Linked DNA regions of Mus musculus: region 2 is linked to region 1. The links are chromatin contacts, called in public HiChIP or PLAC-seq maps. All regions are on one chromosome and are shown on one strand. The core of a region is the stretch at or near the end of the contact, and the rest is flanking DNA. Distances in the headings are between cores, read along the strand shown. Region 1 overlaps Rtel1 (regulator of telomere elongation helicase 1). Region 2 holds the start of Tpd52l2 (tumor protein D52-like 2).

What was found. HiChIP or PLAC-seq counts read pairs in DNA pulled down with a chosen protein or histone mark.
Region 2: an H3K27ac HiChIP or PLAC-seq map of embryonic stem cells shows a contact between it and region 1, with 4 times the contacts expected there. The contact joins the promoter of Tpd52l2 here to the enhancer-like site in region 1. A contact is called at or near these places in 1 of 484 Hi-C or Micro-C datasets (stem cell-derived epiblast-like cells), 7 of 115 datasets of contacts at active chromatin or transcription factors (the SCID.adh cell line, astrocytes, bone marrow-derived macrophages and 2 more) and 3 of 9 other capture datasets (adipose tissue, liver and pancreatic islet).

What each region holds. Positions count from the first base shown.
Region 1 is chr2:181,331,343-181,334,352 of GRCm38.p6, reverse strand. All of the region lies in intron 8 of Rtel1 (regulator of telomere elongation helicase 1), which reads right to left. Among named protein-coding and RNA genes, the nearest start is that of Rtel1, 13 kb to the right of the region's middle. Within about 2 kb of position 1,557, at least 8 of the 459 cell types and tissues checked have an H3K27ac peak or open chromatin away from gene starts, as enhancers often do. A contact at or near this core is called in embryonic stem cells, where this site is marked.
Region 2 is chr2:181,495,674-181,498,428 of GRCm38.p6, reverse strand. Tpd52l2 (tumor protein D52-like 2) reads right to left here and starts at 1,287. Exons shown (of 9, transcript NM_001373959.1): 1 at 1,097-1,287. The coding sequence starts at 1,115.

The DNA.
Region 1 (3,010 bases), core at 308-2,807:
CCTAGCACACATCTTTTTTTTAAGATTTATTTTTATTTTATGTATAAGGGTGTTTTTGCCTATGGGTATAATCTGTGGACTATAGTCACGCAGTACCCACAAAGGCCAGAGGAGGGTGCCAGATTCTCCTTGAACTACACTTAGAGCTCTGTGAAACACCATACAGGTTCAGGGAAATCCAAAGTAGGCTCTCCAGAAAAGCAGTCAGTGAGTGCTCTTAACCACTGAGCCATCTCTCCAGCTCGACATCTAGGGTTTTTTTTTTTTTTTTTAAAGATTTATTTATTTATTATATGTAAGTACACTGTAGCTGTCTTCAGACACTCCAGAAGAGGGAGTCAGATCTTGTTACAGATGGTTGTGAGCCACCATATGGTTGCTGGGATTTGAACTCCAGACCTTTGGAAGAGCAGTCAGTGCTCTTACCCACTGAGCCATCTCACCAGCCCGACATCTAGGTTTTGATAGATGTGGATTAAAAAAAAAAAAAAAAGCCGGGCGTGGTGGCGCACGCCTTTAATCCCAGCACTCGGGAGGCAGAGGCAGGCGGATTTCTGAGTTCGAGGCCAGCCTGGTCTACAAAGTGAGCGCCAGGACAGCCAGGGCTATACAGAGAAACCCTGTCTCGAAAACCCAAAAAAAAAAAAAAAAGATTTATTTATTGATATATGTAAGTACACTGTAGCTCTCTTCAGACACACCAGAAGAGAATATCAGATCTCATTATGGGTGGTTGTCAGCGACCTTGTGGTTGCTGGGATTTGAACTCTGGACCTTCAGAAGAGCAGTCAGTGCTCTTAACCACTGAGCTATCTCTCCAGCCTCAGATGTGAATATTTTACAACCAGTATTCTACTCCCTCAAGAAGAATGTAGCTTTGAGCGGGGCAGTGGTGATGCACGCCTTTAATCCCAGCACTTGGGAGGCAGAAACAGGCAGATTACTAAAGCCAGTCTGATCTACAGAGTGAGTTCCAGGTCAAACTCTGTCTCAAAAACAAAACAAAACAAAACAAAAAAACAAGGAGGAGGAGGAAGGAGAGGAGGAGAATGTAGCATTTCTGAGACTCACTTCTCACTGCTGGCAGTTTCTAGCTTCCCACTTCTGGCAGTGGTCAGTAAACTCCAGTGACTGTATGCCTGAGTCACTGGATTAAGGACTTTCTTTTCCTAGAAGGGAGCTACAAGCACACACTGTTGACAGAGCTACTGCGTGATCACCATATCCACCAGCCACAGTTGGTACCTCCGACTGCCCCACACCTCACACTTACTTCTACCTTTGCTGCTGATGCTGTTGTTACTTTGTGGCAGGGAGAGTGCCTGTGTGCTAAGGTTCATAGGTAGAGGTCTTAGGACAGTCTAAGGGTTCTCACCTTCCAACATGTAGGCCTTAGGAACTGAACTCAGAGCATCAGGCTTGCTTGGTGATAAGCACCTTTACCAGCTGAACTATCTTGCCAGCATGCTTTGTTTTTTATGTATGTGTGTGGTCCTGTGATTGACTACCTGGGCTCACCAATGCTAGACAAATGCTCTACCAGTGAGCTAAGTTCCTAGACCCTTAAGTCTCTTTAATTGCAGCCATTTCCATCAGAATACAGTATCACTTCCTGTAGTTTGGGCCTGAAATGACCTTGTGACTAGAGCAGTTAAACCCTTCCACAAACCATAAGTGGCCATTCTGTAAACTTCAGAAAACTATCTACTCAGGTTTCTTAGAAGTGAGCTGGACTGTTCAATTCTAAAAGCCTTTGTTCACTGTAGATCCAGGTCCTTTGAAAGGCTGCAGCATTTCCTCATTTTCTGAAACTTGCTTTTTTTCTTTAAAACCATGTTTTGAAGTTTTTATTAACTTTAAAATGCTTACAGCTGCATATTCCATTTTTTTGATAAAACAGAGAGCGAATATATGCATAGTGTAAAGAAACACTGAAATTCTGACCTATTAGAATCTTAATAGGCACATCAGCCATGAACTCTACAACGCATGAATAACTAAATCACTTACCTTTTCACGGAGCATGTTCAATGATAGAAAATAAAGTTTGACCCTAGTACCTGTGTGTGTGTGTGTGTGTGTGTGTGTGTGTGTGTGTGTGTGTGTGTATACGTACATATGCATATAACTTGAAAAAGTAAATATACACACTATTCTCAGCTAGAATGCTAAAAAAATTTTTTTAACTAACAGTGGGAAGATCAAGATGTTAGAAGGTAAGGCACGCTAAGACCCCAGCCTCGAGTTCAATCCCATGAGAGAACCAAGTATTCCAAATCATCCACTGACCTCCACACATGCACAGTGGGTCACACATACATACACTCAAACAAAAATAAATTAGTACTTTACAATTTTCTTTTAAATTTAACTGATAAAGCCAGGTGTGATGGCCCACGCCTTTAATCCTAGTACCCGGGAGGCAGAGACAGGTGGATCTCTGTCAGTTGGGAGCCAGCCTGGTCTACAAAGTGAGTTCCAGGACATGGCTGTTATACAGAGAAACCTTATCTCAAAAAAACCAAAACCAATACTCTTGAAAGGAAAAACTGATGTTAGAGTTTACTAATCTTCTCTCAGAGTGTGATAGCATACACCTTTAATTCAGGAGACAAAGGCAGACAAATTTCTCTGAGTTCAGGCCAGCCAGGGATACACAGTGAGACCCTGTCTCAAAACAAAATAAGACTTTAATTTTTCTAATTCTTTTAAAAAGCCTAAGCTTGAAATTTTAAGTCTAACTTATTTTGTTTTGTTTTTCAAGACACTGTATCTTTGTGTAGTGCACACCAGGCCTGCCTCTGCCTCCCGAGTGCTGGGATTAAAGGCATGCGTCACCACGCCCGCTTACCGCAGTGATTTCTAACCTAGTTCTTCAAAACTGTCATGCTAGGGCCAGCGAGTTGGCCCAGCAGGTAAAGGTACTTGTCTTGTCTTTACCAGATCACTGAAGCCTTCTTTCTGTCCACTTCCGCTATCCTCAACCATTCAACAGCATCTTCTGCTATCT
Region 2 (2,755 bases), core at 38-2,537, 160 kb before region 1:
TACCTTTGGTCTGTTCTGAGTTCCCTAGCTGGGATGAGTAGATAGATGTGTGATGCATCTTCCAGGAAAGGTTTTTTTTTTTGGGGGGGGGGTTGTTTTTGTTTTTCGAGACAGGGTTTCTCTGTATAGTCTTGGCTGTCCTGGAACTCACTTTGTAGACCAGGCTGGTCTCCAACTCAAAAATCTGCCTGTCTCTGCCTCCCAAGTGCTGGGATTAAAGGCGTGTGCCACCACACCTGGCTTCCCAGGAAACATTTTGTCACACAACAATGACTGAGTCACATCCTTAGCAGTGTCATTCCAGGGACCAGAATCTACTACTTAAAGATGAAAATAAAACAGTAGATAGCCTTCTGAATTTGCAAATTCCCTTCACAGTAGAAAAAAAAATCCAGAATGTATAAAAACCCAAAATTCTAATGCTTAGGTAATGTGTTAGTGCAAGCCAAACAGTAGAAAGGTTTTTTTTTAATTTAGCCAGTGTAGTTAAGTAAGCATCCCCAGTGTACCACCTTCTCAAGATTTTAATCTCCTGAGCCTGAACCACACTTCTCCGTAGCAACTCCTTACTGGCCTCAGGTGTCTGTTTTGGCAACAGATCTGGTGTTCTGGGTGTGCCCCTGACTCACTCAACCCTTCTCCCTTGAGAATCTCTAAGTAGGCTACAGTGGCGTTACCACCCAAGAGGCGCTGCTCCAAACACAAGGATAGTTGCACCGCCCCTTCCCCGTAGGGAGCCGCCCACAACGTCTCCGCAGGAGCCTAGCACCAGATGTGGTATCCCCTACGGCCCAACGAAAGATAAAGAGCTGCAGAGCCAGCGAGAGGACAGAGGGTGAAGCGCATTAAGGAGAAATGTCTGGAGTTATGAAACTCTAGGAACTGAGAGGGAGCCGAGGAACGCCGCTTCGCAGTGCTCCGAAGGGAGGCCGAGGCGCCAGGGCACACACAGCAAGACCATCGGGAGCCTTGAGGTCAAGGGCCTCTTGGCCGAAGAGAAACAGCGGATTGGTTTGGCAGAGGCTGAGGGGGGGCCGAGTCGCGACTCGGAGGGCGGGAATGCGGCACAGCCCCTGCCCATCCACGGTGCGGGTACCTTGGCTAGCAGAGTCCATGTTCAGGCGGCAGCTGGGTGTAGCTGGCGTCGGTGCTGGGATCGCAGGTCCTACAGGAGCCCAGCCCCGAGGACTGCAAGCTGGCAGCTTCGTACACACGAGCCAGTGGAACTGTAGGGCCGCAGTCGCTTACGTAATCAGCGACGCGCCGCCTTCCTTCCGCTCGGGTTCGTACTCCGCCTTCTTCCCGCCCTCGGTGAAGTAGTGTCCAATAAGAACGTCTTCTGGCCCCACCTAAGACAAATCTTTCAATTTGATAGGTCAGACTGCAGCGAAGCAGGAAGCAATGCTTCTAGTCTGGTTCCACAGTAAGATTCTAGGGTGAAAAAGGGCAGAACAGCTGAAGCTCGAGGCATGGGTGGTTCGGATTGTGTTGCAGTTCGCCGACTTCCCACCTTTAACCTCGGCTGCCCACAAGACTTCTGACTTTGCACCTCGACAGGTCAAACTCAGGCCTATGTACTCCCCAGTCCCCTGTCAACCTCTCCCCACCCCCTGTAAATTCTTTTGGTTTTTGAGTCAGGTTGCTTGCAGCAAAGGACGACCTTGAATTTACTGTGATCTTCCTGCGTCCACCTACCTAGAGCTAGAATTACAGGAGCAAACCATCACAGCTGATTTATACCGTATTGGGGATCGAGAATTCAGAGCTTAATGCATACTGGGCAAACATTGTACCAATTAACTTGCTTTTGCAACCTCTTTATGGAGACTTTTTATTGTCTAGGGAGTGCACTAAAAGTGTAGAGAGCGCGATTCGTCTTCTTGCCCTGCAGGTGCCGCTGTCTCCAGCTGGATTCCCACACTAGTAGGCCAGCTGTTTGGGGGCTGCTGGGCGGCTTGTATTCTGGTACTGGAAGAGTTCACACAGCACTGAACACCTCAGGGACCTGTTGGACCCTCCAAATAACTGAAGCCCAGCCCAGTGTAAGCACTCCGGTATTTTCTCACTTTCTTTTCACAGCATCAGGTGAGCCAGCACTGGCGCCCCCTCCCAGTTTACAGATGAGCAAACTGAGGCTAAAGTAAATTTCCAAAGATCACTCCAGAGCTTTGAGGTTCTTTTTTTTTTTTTTGATTTATTTATTTATTATATGTAAGTACACTGTAGCTGTCTTCAGACACGCCAGAAGAGGGCGTCAGATCTCGTGATCAGATGGTTGTGAGCCACCATGTGGTTGCTGGGATTTGAACTCCTGACCTTCGGAAGAGCAGTCGGGTGCTCTTACCCACTGAGCCATCTCACCAGCCCCGAGCTTTGAGGTTCTTATGGTTTTAGTGTGTCAACACTGACAGGAGAACAAGAGTGCCCCCCCGCCCCATTCCAAATGAGGAAGTCGTGACCATTGGGCAACTCTCTGCTAAAAGCAAGCCTTCCAATTTCTTTTGGCCCTTAATATTTTTCAGAAGAAAAAAAATCCTTAAAACAATATTCCCCCTCTTTCAGAATTGTCCCACCTACAAGATTGAATTTTCAGGGCTGGTTAGATGGCTCAGTAGTTAAGAGCATTGACCACTCTTCCTGAGTCCAATTCCCAGCAATCACTTGGTGGCTTACAACCATCTGTAATGGGATCTGATGCCCTCTTTTGGAGTGTCTGAAGACAGCTACAGTGTACTCATATACATAAAAAAGGTTG